3 separate regions of the Gossypium hirsutum genome follow, and regions 2 and 3 are each linked to region 1. A link is a contact called in public Hi-C data. All regions are on one chromosome and are shown on one strand. The core of a region is the stretch at or near the end of the contact, and the rest is flanking DNA. Distances in the headings are between cores, read along the strand shown. Region 1 holds the start of LOC107900947 (beclin-1-like protein). Region 2 holds the start of LOC107900941 (rhodanese-like domain-containing protein 4, chloroplastic). Region 3 holds the start of LOC107900936 (NDR1/HIN1-like protein 6).

Region 1 (3,519 bases), core at 735-3,234:
CTGCTTCACTCCCAGCAATCACATCTGCTTCAACCATGGCATTAACATCTTCACAAGATTCCGAGCTTCGATGCAGAACAACCTCCTTCTCTTCCTCAGAACCAGTATCACTTGAGACTCCACTTGAAAAGTCTATATCCTGTTTTCCCCCCAAAACTGAACCAGAACTCCCCTCAGCTCCCTTACTAGAATCTGAATGATTCCCATTGTTCAAAATTACAGATTTCTCATTTTCCTCATTATCTTCATCCTCACTGCTATAATCACTGTCACTATCACTCTCATCCACTTTCCTCTTTCCCATCCTATATAAGCAAACAAAAATAAGTCAACAATCTATATATCAATACCAACCTTATTAACGGCAAATTAAAAGAGCTTAAAAACTTACCAAATCTTCAATCTTTTGGGGTCAGCTCCTCCCGGCACTGTCTTCCGTTTTCCATTTTGGCACGCCGCCCTAACGGACTCTTCAACCACTGCCACTGCCACGCACCTCGCCGACTGCTCTCTGTACTTCGCTACATACTTCTCGGCCTCTCCATCTCCAACTCCTTTTTTCCCAGTTTTTGCTTTCTTCTTTATGAAGTCTTCCGCGATCTTCTCCAACTTTCTCTGTTCTTCCTCCGCTTTCCACTCCTCCAACCTCTTCTCAGCATTCACATGCCTTAGCCTCCTTCCGCTCATGTCTCGGCACGCCTCGAAATTGCTTGTCTTTTTCTGCCCGGCTTTTGTGGCTGCGCCACGCAGCAGCGACCCGAAACCTCCTTTGCCACCGAGGAGCCGGAGGGAAAGGTTGAGGGTAGCGTTGGAGTGGGAAATCACCGAATCGTCCTTGAGTTGATGGCCGCGAATCAGTCGCAGGAAATTGAAAGGGATTTGGGTAAATTCCTGAATTCGGTGCTTGACATCGCTGACTTGGACTTGAAGGGTCGGGAATTGGAGCGACAAAGTTTCACCATTGAGAAGTTTAACGAACAGCTGTAACTGCCTTGGGTTCAGGTCCTTCATGTCGATATCGTCTCCGCTGATTTGATGATCTTCCATAACAGGTACGTGTCCGTGATTTCAAGAGGAAAATTTGGGGATCAGGGAAAGGGAGAAACTAGGGTTGGGATCCTGATTATAAACCTAATTTCCCGAGTAGTCCATCTTTTAATATATTGGGTGTTCGGGTCAACTCCACCGGGTAAGGGAGAATCCTTAAAAGAAAAGGCAAAAAATGTTTAATTATAAGAAGGCCTCAATTTATAATATAAATTTTAAATTGATCCCAAACTTCAAAACATTTTAATTGAATCTTTAAAGTATCAATATTGTATCAACCAAATTCTTGTATCACCTTAGTCATTAGCTTAGATATTAAAAATCAATTCAAATATGATGTGGAACATATTTAATCACATAGTTCAAATTATAAATATATTTATTTATCATATGGACAATTTGGATCACACATGTTAACAAAATAACTTTCTTATATTTATTAGCTCAATATAATTTTTAACATATCATATTCAAATTATTCATAAATGTAGGTGCAAAGCTGTTTACAGTTTAATCCACTTGTTTTAATTTTTAAATATGTTTTATATCAAGTTTGAACTAATATCTAATGTTGAAATTGATACAAGTGTTGACGTAGAGTGATTTAGATGGGCGATATGTTTACCTGCGGTTAATGTAAAAACAGTAATGGCGGTGAGATTAGGTATTGCATCAATATTGTAGCGTGAGACAAAAAGCTAAACGCACCACACCGCACTCCACCGCCCATCTAAATCCACCCATAATGACCTGATTGATATAATATTTATATTTTAAATATTTGATTAGAATACTTTGAAGTTTAGAGAATAATTTAAACTTTAAGCAATAGTTCAGGGACGTTTGGTGAAATTAATCCAAAAGTCGTTGGGCCTGGTCACAAACAAACCTGTCATAAAAACTGTTATGATTTCTTTTGTTATGTTTTACTTGGACGGCTCAGCAATCGAAACAACGAAACCCTCTATCTCTCCCCTGATTGCCCGACAACCCGAAAATCTCCCTTCACATAAAATTCAATTAGCTAAATGAAGAAGGAATATATACCCGATAAAGGTCGGAGCTTACCCGTGGATCCAAATCTCCCCAAATGGATCTGCCAGAACTGTCACCATTCCCTCTGCATCGTCGGAGTCGATTCCTACGTCGACAAGTTCCCCAACGACTCTTCTCGATCAGGTTAGGGTTTCTCCAATCTCTTCCTTTTTAAATTTCTGCTTCTGCCCAGTTGTTGAATTTAATATTTTTTCAGTTTAATTAGCTGAGGATTAATTCTTTTTTATTTTGGAGTGGTCTGAGTTGCAAAATTTATTGGGGATTTTCTATTATCTTCATGTATTTATGCTGGAATTGGGACCAAAGCATAGTGGATTCTTCAATTGTTTTATTTGGCTACTAAGTACTAAACCTGACTATAACAGCAGTATTTCATGCTGATGTTCCTTGCTAAGAAAATTGTCTGTATGAATGATGCAGCAATGCAGGGGTCTTCGATTCATGGAGCTAGCAGCGTGCTGGGTTCAACACGAATGGATAACTCTTTCGTCGTGCTGCCAAAGCAAAAGCCCTTGGCCCCAGGAATACCTCCACGACCTCGTGGCATGCCTGGTCAGCCTGATACTGGCCAAGCTAGGAAAGGTATGGAAGAATCATTTGTGGTGGTTGATAAATCAGAGTCTGCTTCTGATGGAAGTGGGACGCAATTACCATCGTCAGAAGGTGGACCAAGCAGTTCTTTGCAGCCGAATAACTCTGGATTTCACTCAACTATTACTGTCCTGAAGAATGCATTTGAGATTGCCACAACTCAGACACAGGTATTGCTCATTTTATTGCTTTTCCAGTTTGGTGCTTCATTGTTGTAGAGAGGATATATTTATACTCTTTTATTCTGCATTTGGCATTTTTAGGTTGAACAACCATTATGCCTTGAGTGTATGAGGGTGTTGTCTGACAAACTTGACAAGGAGGTTGAAGATGTGACTAGGGATATCGAAGCATATGAAGCCTGTCTTCAGCGCCTGGAGGTGGAACCACGAGATGTACTCAGTGAGGCTGATTTTCGTAAGGAGAAATTAAAGGTAGCTGTTTGGCAGTTTCTATGAGTAACTTATATGATAAAGGATAAATGGTTCCTCATGCTAGTACTTTAATTTGCGGAGAGAATTGTTAAGGGCTTTTTAATATTTTCTAATGTCTAGACACTCTAAGGCTTTAGTTTCACTTTTGTTTGGATGAGGGAGGTTTCACTCCAGAATGTTAATAAATTTTTGGTTTCAGAACAGGGTATCATAAAAGACACTAGAAGATGGCAGAGGGCTAGGATTGTTAAAATGTACAAGGATCCGATAACTGTTTTACTGGATGAATGAAAGAAAGTCCCTTTGAATTAACCAAAAAAAAAAAATCCTTCAAAAAAGAAAAAACTTTTCCCAATGTTAATCCGCATTGTATTGTTGAAAAAAATATGAA
Region 2 (3,807 bases), core at 651-3,150, 280 kb after region 1:
CCAATCGCTAGATTGGGCAGACCCCGTGACTGGGTACCCGTCCACTGGTAATCCCAATTGCAAGCTGACGTCTTCCAAAGTGATAGTGCACTCTCCACATGGAAGATGGAATATGTGCGTCTCGGGTCTCCACCTCTCGATCAACGCACTGATTAGTTTCGGGTCCACCTTACATCCCCGGCCTACCGTTGCCACGTGCCAAAAACCCGCTTCCCATAGGTAGTTCTCTACCAATGGTGATGGAGGAGCATGCATATTCCAGATATTGCATTCCAATACCCGATCTACAGACTTTTATAACAAATAATAAATTAATAATTATCTAAAAATGCATAAATAAAAAAATCTTAAATAATATTTAAAAATTAAATTTAACACTTACCATCTTCATTTGTTCCACGGATATGTGGTGCTTATCAAGACGAGTCAATCCTCCGTCCATTACTGAAATCGTACAAATTTTTTCGGTTTAAAAATTGGGGATTTAAGAGTGATTTTTTTCGGTTTAAAAAAATCAAAATTATTTAAAATTATTTAAAAATAGGGATTTAAGAGAAATTTAAAAGGAAATTGAGAGCTAATTGAGATTAAATATGAATTTGAGAGAAATTTGGAAGGAAATTGAGAGGAAATTTGAGAGAAGATTTGTTTGTGAAAAAAAAGGGTGGGGGTATTTATAGGTTTTTTTTTACCGTTGGGGGTGGGGCAACGGTCAAATTTTTGACCGTTGCACTGTTCACGAGCGGTCTAAATCGCGTCCCCAGGGACGCGCCACTTCATCAAAGCGCAACCACGTCAGAGCGCTTTGCTGACGTGGCAACAAATCGCGCTCTCAAAGCAGCGCTTTGTTGCCATGTCAGCATAGCGCGCTGACGTGGACGCGATTTGCTGACATATCCCCTGACTTCGCGTTGACGTGGACGCGATTTAGGGGAAAGGGGTCCATTCCGGTAAATAATAAAATACCGGGCCCATTTCAGTAAATTTAAAAAAAATTGACTTTTTTTGGTAAATTGCCCCTAATATTACATCACATCATCATTTAAATATTTTATAAAATTCTAATTTTTAAGTGATAATATGATGATACAATATCAAATGTGTCAAATAAATAAAATTGAAAAAGTTGTTAAGTTTGAGGATTAACGAAAATAATTCAAAGACTAAGTAGAGAATTATCAAAATCAGGACTTTATCTCTTTTTCTAAGGTTTAATATATCATTTGGTACTTGAATTTGATAATTTTTTTAATGTGCTACCTGTGTTGTTTTTTGGTCTAATTTAATATATATATTTGACAAATGTTATATTTTTTTACACCCAAAGGTTACAATGCTAACTTTTTTAGTGTATAATTTGGATTTTAGGATTTATTTAATGAAAGTTAATCGCTAATAGTATTAGGTTTAAATTTTTTATGATTTTGTTAATAGAATAAATGTAGTGTTAATTGTGAATTTATTTTATTTTCATTTAATTTGTCAAATACAATCTAATTAATGTGAATTAATTTAGGTTTAGGGTTGATATGATGAAAGTTAATTACTAATATTATTAGCTAAGAATTTTTATAAAATCAATTTTAAAGCTCGAATTAAAAACTAAAAAGTTAATATTGTTACATTCATGTACCTAAATATATATAATTTTTGTCAAATGTAGTTATCATAAAGACAAAAAAAACATATATTACAATAAAAAAATTTCAAACTAAAATACCAAGGTAAATTAAAGATAATTAAGTATAACGTTTTTGCCGTATAAAAAGGAAGGTACTAAAGTTTAGACTTTAGATGCACTATTGAATTTGTGCAGACAATTATTAGCCACACAAATGAGTTTAGATGAGGAACAGTCCTAAAGACATGATCAAAAAGCCTCTCATCTCACTTCCAACGTGTCATGAAATGACTGGCAGAGATCTCATATCTCGTTCCACCTCACCACCATTTCATCATTCAAAGTGCACCTTCCAAAGCTAAGGGCCTCTGAGCCTTGTTGTCATCCAATCAATTCCAACAAAAATCCTCCATTGTTGATGGTTCAAGCCTTTCCATCATACATTTGACACCCATCTCTTTGCATAAAAATTATGCAAATGAGGACCCTCAATGCAGCAACTCCAAGTTTGACACCTCTCTCGGTTCTTTCTGAGACAAGAACCGAGACCAGAAAAGCACCATTGCTCCCCATTGCTTCACCACTCAAACTACCCAACTCCCCGGCTTTTATTAAGACCCAACCAGCTTTGCACCAGTGTTTTTCAAGAACCTTGCATGGGGGTTTACTGCTACTGCCATCACTTCTCCCCAATGGTTTCGCTAAAGCCTTGTCATACGAGGAAGCCCTACAGCAGACTACGGGATTCTCCTCGTCTGTTGATTTTGACCCAAATGGGATCCTTGATACCGTTGTCAGTTTTGTAACTGAGAATCCCACGGTTATAGCTGGTGGCACCGTTGCTTTAGCAGTTCCTTTGATTTTGTCTCGTCTGTTAAAGAATCCAAAGCCATGGGGAGTTGAGTCTGCAAGGAGTGCTTACGCCAAGCTAGGTGACGATGCCACTGCTCAGTTGCTGGACATAAGGCCTCTCAAGGAGTCTAGAGATGTTGGTAGCCCTGACATTAAGGGATTTGGGAAGAAACCGGTGTCAATTGCCTACAATGGTGAAGATAAACCAGGGTTCTTGACAAAACTGTCTTTGAAATTCAAGGAACCTGAAAATACTACCTTATTCATTATAGACAAGTAAGCTTCTGAAAACCCTATGCCTTGTATATATTTGTTCATATGTGAATTCCCAGCATTGTCTATGAAACCTTCGTTTCTAGTTAAGGATCCACTCTTATTGATGATTGTATCACTGTATCTGAGATTAAATGGTTTGTGTGTTGGTTGTGGAGGAAGAATGTAGAAATGTATATGCCTATACGGAGGCTCATTGGCCTTAAGCTACACAATAGAATATGGCCATTGCCTCTTTCTTAATTGATCCTAACCCATAAATTAACTGCATTTTGTTCCAAGGGTTGAAGGTTTCTAAATTGATAGTCTATACGTTCTTAACTGTTGAAATGTGTCCTTTAAACATATGTAAGCATTGGCTGACAAATATTTTATTTGTAACTATATGCAGTTTGTTTGTAGGAAAGATGAAATTAGAACTTTCATTTGATTCATCTTCTCATATTGCTTTAAATTTGTGTTGAAAGCCAGATTTGATGGGAATTCCGAACTGGTTGCGGAGTTGGTCACTGCAAATGGATTCAAAGCTGCTTATGCAGTCAAAGATGGTGCTGAAGGACCACGGGGATGGGTGGTATGTGCTGTTCTAAATCAATTTTTTTTGTTTCTTTCTCCATTTTTTCTAAATTTAGCAATTGCACCTTTTGAGAATGGTTTCAATTTTGCAGAACAGTGGTCTTCCCTGGATACAACCAAAGAAAGGTCTTGACCTTAGCAATTTGACAGAAGCATTCGCTGAGGCCTTCGGAGTACCTATCTTCATCTCCTAATTGCTTATTCACTTTTAAGATTTTGATGTCATAGAGAGACTTTTCTAGATCTTGAATTGATTTTGTTGGAAAGTTCTTCAGCCTTTCTTATTAGTTTTCTTCTATATGATAAATGGTTGTGATAATCTGCAGGAGGGATCAGATGGCCTTTCTGTTACTGTGGGGATTGCTGCAGCTGCAGGGTTAGGCCTTTTGGCTTTTTCAGAGGTTAGGTTTTTGAGTCCTTTTAGTACAGTACCTCTGATTATATATATACACACACACCTCGAAACAACTCAAATTGTGGGTTTG
Region 3 (3,812 bases), core at 1,111-3,610, 440 kb after region 1:
TCAAGATTGAAATTTCAAACATTAAAAAGTATAAAGACTAAGAAAGACCAAATTAGAGAACCTGGATTATGTAACATCCTAAACCCAGCCTAGACATTATGGTTGAATCTAGAGAAGTTACATCGACTCGTTTGAAAAACTAACTAAAAATAAACTTAGTTATACGTTTCGGAAACATAAAATTTGGTAAAACTCTAAAAAAACTTAAGTCCAAAAATATTTGTTTCAAACCCAGAATTTAAATTCAAAATCGTTTGCTTTGAAAGTTTAAATTTTGGGCAAATCATTTCCAGTTACACCAAATAAGACTACAAATCCATCCAATCACATCGGGTCGTGGTGGTATGCCACTCATAATGGTGCAGTTGAGCTGCCAAACAGATATTGTGGTTTAACGGTTGGAATTACAGTAACACTGCCAGAAAACACTTCCTCCATCATACCAAAACTCACTTCAATGCACATGCATAATCATAATAACATACGTACATATCACATGAATAGTATGACATGCATACCTAAACACATTTTTATAGATCATTACATATCATATTGCTTACACTAAGAGTTATTCTATATACAGATGTCATACATGTTTTTTTACATGTAATTATACTTTCAAAGTTATCAGAACACAGATCGTAGATACATTTTTCACATACCTTAACCATATCACATACTAACACATATTAATAGATGTCACATTTCAAGTCTTATTTTAGCCAAACAAACCCCACGGAACGTTTAATTATGAATTTTTTAATCAAACGGGCGTAAGTAAAAATTTTCAGAAAATGGGTCCACACAGTCTAACACACCCCCATGTGGCCCACACGACCCAAATAGCCCAGACTGTGTGGTCCACACGATCTGGCACATGGTCGTGTGTCTCACACGGTCTGCCACATAGCTTGGCACACGGCCGTGTGACGTCGACAGAATGCATTTCGGCTTTTCACTGTTCGCTATTTTTTTCGAGTTTTTCATTACACGCCTAGTCATTTTTCGATGTGAACGCAATCGTGAAAATTCCAATACCTAAATCGCCATTCCAAAAAGAATTAATAAGCAAGTCTCGCACTAAATCCGTCCACTAACTCGAACGCAACCAATCCATTAATACGAACTAACAAAACTAGCCCTTAATTAACACTTTCATCACTTACCTTTTGCAAAACAATAGCCAATAGAAGTTCAATTCACTGGAGGATCCAAAAATTCACGTTCCCCGCCTAACCAACATTACAAAATAACCGTTAATTTCAACGTCACAACGATATAAAACACTCAAAGCAAACATACGAAGAATTACCCACGACGAACTTACAAATCTAATTCTGAAATACTTACCACACACAGTCGTCATAAATTAATTGGCAAAGAGGCAACAAAATCGAGAATAACAAGAACAAGAAGGAAGATCAAAGAAAAAAGCTAAATGAAATAGGGAGGGCGACAGAAGAAGAAATTAACAAAGAAAAAAAGGAAAAAACATGAAATTGATACAAAAACACAAAAAAAAAACGCGAAGAGTGAAGGGAGAGTGGAGAGTGGAGAGTTGGACGGTTGAGGGAGAAAATTTAGGGGAAAATACGTCACCACTATTTTTTTACAACTACCCCACTAACTCCTATCATTATCCACATCAGATTTTTCCCAGAGTTTAAAACATACGCGAGAAAAACCTTACCACTAAATCAACAAACTTATTCTTTTCAAAACTTGTGCGGGAATTAAATTTAAGTCAAATATCTAAAGATAGAGATAGGAACAAAAATTCCAAAGAAAATGATTTGAACACAAGACCTCAAGCACACAACTAAATACTTAATCACTAAACCAGATCAATTTACATAATAACATTTTCACAATCCTAACTCAAAATTAAGATGTAACCACTCTTGATTTCATAAACCTAATTTTTTCTAACCCGATTTTTGGGATATTACAGATTATATCTATAAATGTATGCATAATATAGAAGTACATAGAGTTTAACAGAATTTTTAATTGCTACCGTTTAGACTAGACCTATCCATGGGCCAGGCGGCCCAGCCCGACGGCCCGCCCAAAATATGGGAGGGTTCGGGTAAAAATATAGGCCCGAAATATGGGCTTGGGCAAAAAAATGAGGCCGTTTAAAAAATGGGCCGGGCTCGGACTCAACTTTTTTGGCCCAAGCCCGGCCCGACCCGGCCCGAATATAATAAATATTTTTTTTTTATTTTTTAATTTTAAAATACTTTAAATATATATTTTTTATTTTTTTTATTTTTAAAATATTTTTTTTGTGTTTATTAAAAATCGGGTGGGTCGGGTCGGGCCGGGCCGGGCCTAAGAGTCGGGCCAAAATTTTTTCCGGGCCCGGCCCAAACCCGGCCCATGGACAGATATAGTTTAGACTCTATGACTGAAATCTGAAAAGCAATAGAAGAAATTGAAGTTAATTGTTTGATATGAATTACATTTGTTGTTGACATGCATATGTACAAGTGTTTGGGTGGGGCCATTTAATAACTTGTTTAAATAGATCCAAACCAAGTAACTGAAACAAGTACCAACATCCTTCACATTCTTCTCCTTTTGCTTGCTCTGTCTTCTTTTCAATTTTCAAAGCAATTTAATTCTCACTTACAATGACAGATAATTGTACGTAAATAAGCCACCTTTTTATTTTCTTTTTTAATCCAAGTCCACGATAGAATCATTTTTTACATACAAGCGATGTCCGACGCTCCATTTCCATCGGCCCTCAACAAGCCACCCGGATACAATGACCCTAACTCGCCCGCTGGGTTTAAACCGCCGCCGCGAAAGCCGGTTCTTCCGCCATCTTTCCGGCCCAAGAAAAAGAAGGGCAGTGTTTGTTGCTGCTGTTTCTGCATCTCTTTCTCGATCTTGATTGCCCTGATCATCATCTTCGCCGCCGTTTTCTACTTTTCGGTCAACCCCAAATTACCACGCTTCCACGTCCGGTCATTCCAAATCCCCCGCTTCAACGTCACAGAAACACCCGACGGTACCTACCTCGACGCCACGACGATGACGGTAATGGAAGTGAGGAATCCCAACGGGAAGATGACGTATTATTACGGCGATACGGCGGTCGACATCAGCGTCGGAGAAGGCGAGGACGAGACTGAGCTCGGGACGGCGAAGGTGCCCAAGTTCACGTCGAGGAAACAAAACACGACTAGCTTGAAAGTGGAGACGAAGGCGAGCAACAAGCAGGTGGATAATACGTTGGCGAATAGGCTTCTGAGTGGGTACAAATCGAAGAGTTTGGCGGTGAACGTGGCGGCTCGGACGAAAGTTGGAGTGGGTGTGGCGGGGTTGAAGACTGGCATGTTGGGGGTTACCGTTAAGTGTAAAGGAATCACCATGAAACAGCTCGACGGTGATGATATGCCTAACTGCCTCATCCACACCTTAAGATGGTAAACACGACGTTAAACTCTTCCATTTTCATTATTTTTAAGGTCAAATTGTGGTCTCCATCCCTCTACTAAGTTTAAATTGGATATTTAGTACCTATTTTAATTTTACATAATTGGTTGCTTTTCTTTTATAATAGGGATAATATAAAACTGGGCCCCTGAACTTATTCATTTCTACCTAGCTAGTTCCTAAATTTTTTTGGATATTCTATCAATCAAGTTGGTATCTCTGCACCAACACTATTAATTTGTGTTAATTGTGACATTGCTAGCGGATCGAATGGTGCCACATAGCACCCTCCCAAAATGTCATCTAACAAACATAAAATTAAAAAATATAAAAAAAATATAAATTGTTTATGTTTGCCGTGTGAT

The links. A called contact is a pair of places that touch in the nucleus more often than the background predicts.
Region 2: a contact with region 1 is called in a Hi-C map of leaf, with 2.5 times the contacts expected there. The contact joins the promoter of LOC107900941 here to the promoter of LOC107900947 in region 1. A contact is called at or near these places in 3 of 34 Hi-C or Micro-C datasets (hypocotyl and leaf).
Region 3: a contact with region 1 is called in a Hi-C map of leaf, with 4 times the contacts expected there. The contact joins the promoter of LOC107900936 here to the promoter of LOC107900947 in region 1. A contact is called at or near these places in 3 of 34 Hi-C or Micro-C datasets (all in leaf).

What each region holds. Positions count from the first base shown.
Region 1 is chrD08:49,332,481-49,335,999 of Gossypium_hirsutum_v2.1, forward strand. LOC107900947 (beclin-1-like protein) reads left to right here and starts at 1,985. Exons shown (of 10, transcript XM_041098247.1): 1 at 1,985-2,226; 2 at 2,524-2,864; 3 at 2,958-3,128. The coding sequence starts at 2,076. It overlaps LOC107900946 (replication stress response regulator SDE2), which reads right to left and starts at 1,047. Exons shown (of 3, transcript XM_016826747.2): 1 at 392-1,047; 2 at 1-305. The coding sequence starts at 1,047.
Region 2 is chrD08:49,611,715-49,615,521 of Gossypium_hirsutum_v2.1, forward strand. It overlaps LOC107900941 (rhodanese-like domain-containing protein 4, chloroplastic), which reads left to right and starts at 1,901. Exons shown (of 9, transcript XM_016826733.2): 1 at 1,901-2,749; 2 at 3,218-3,320; 3 at 3,415-3,495; 4 at 3,649-3,723. The coding sequence starts at 2,094.
Region 3 is chrD08:49,773,136-49,776,947 of Gossypium_hirsutum_v2.1, forward strand. LOC107900936 (NDR1/HIN1-like protein 6) reads left to right here and starts at 2,361. Exons shown (of 2, transcript XM_016826727.2): 1 at 2,361-3,437. The coding sequence starts at 2,725.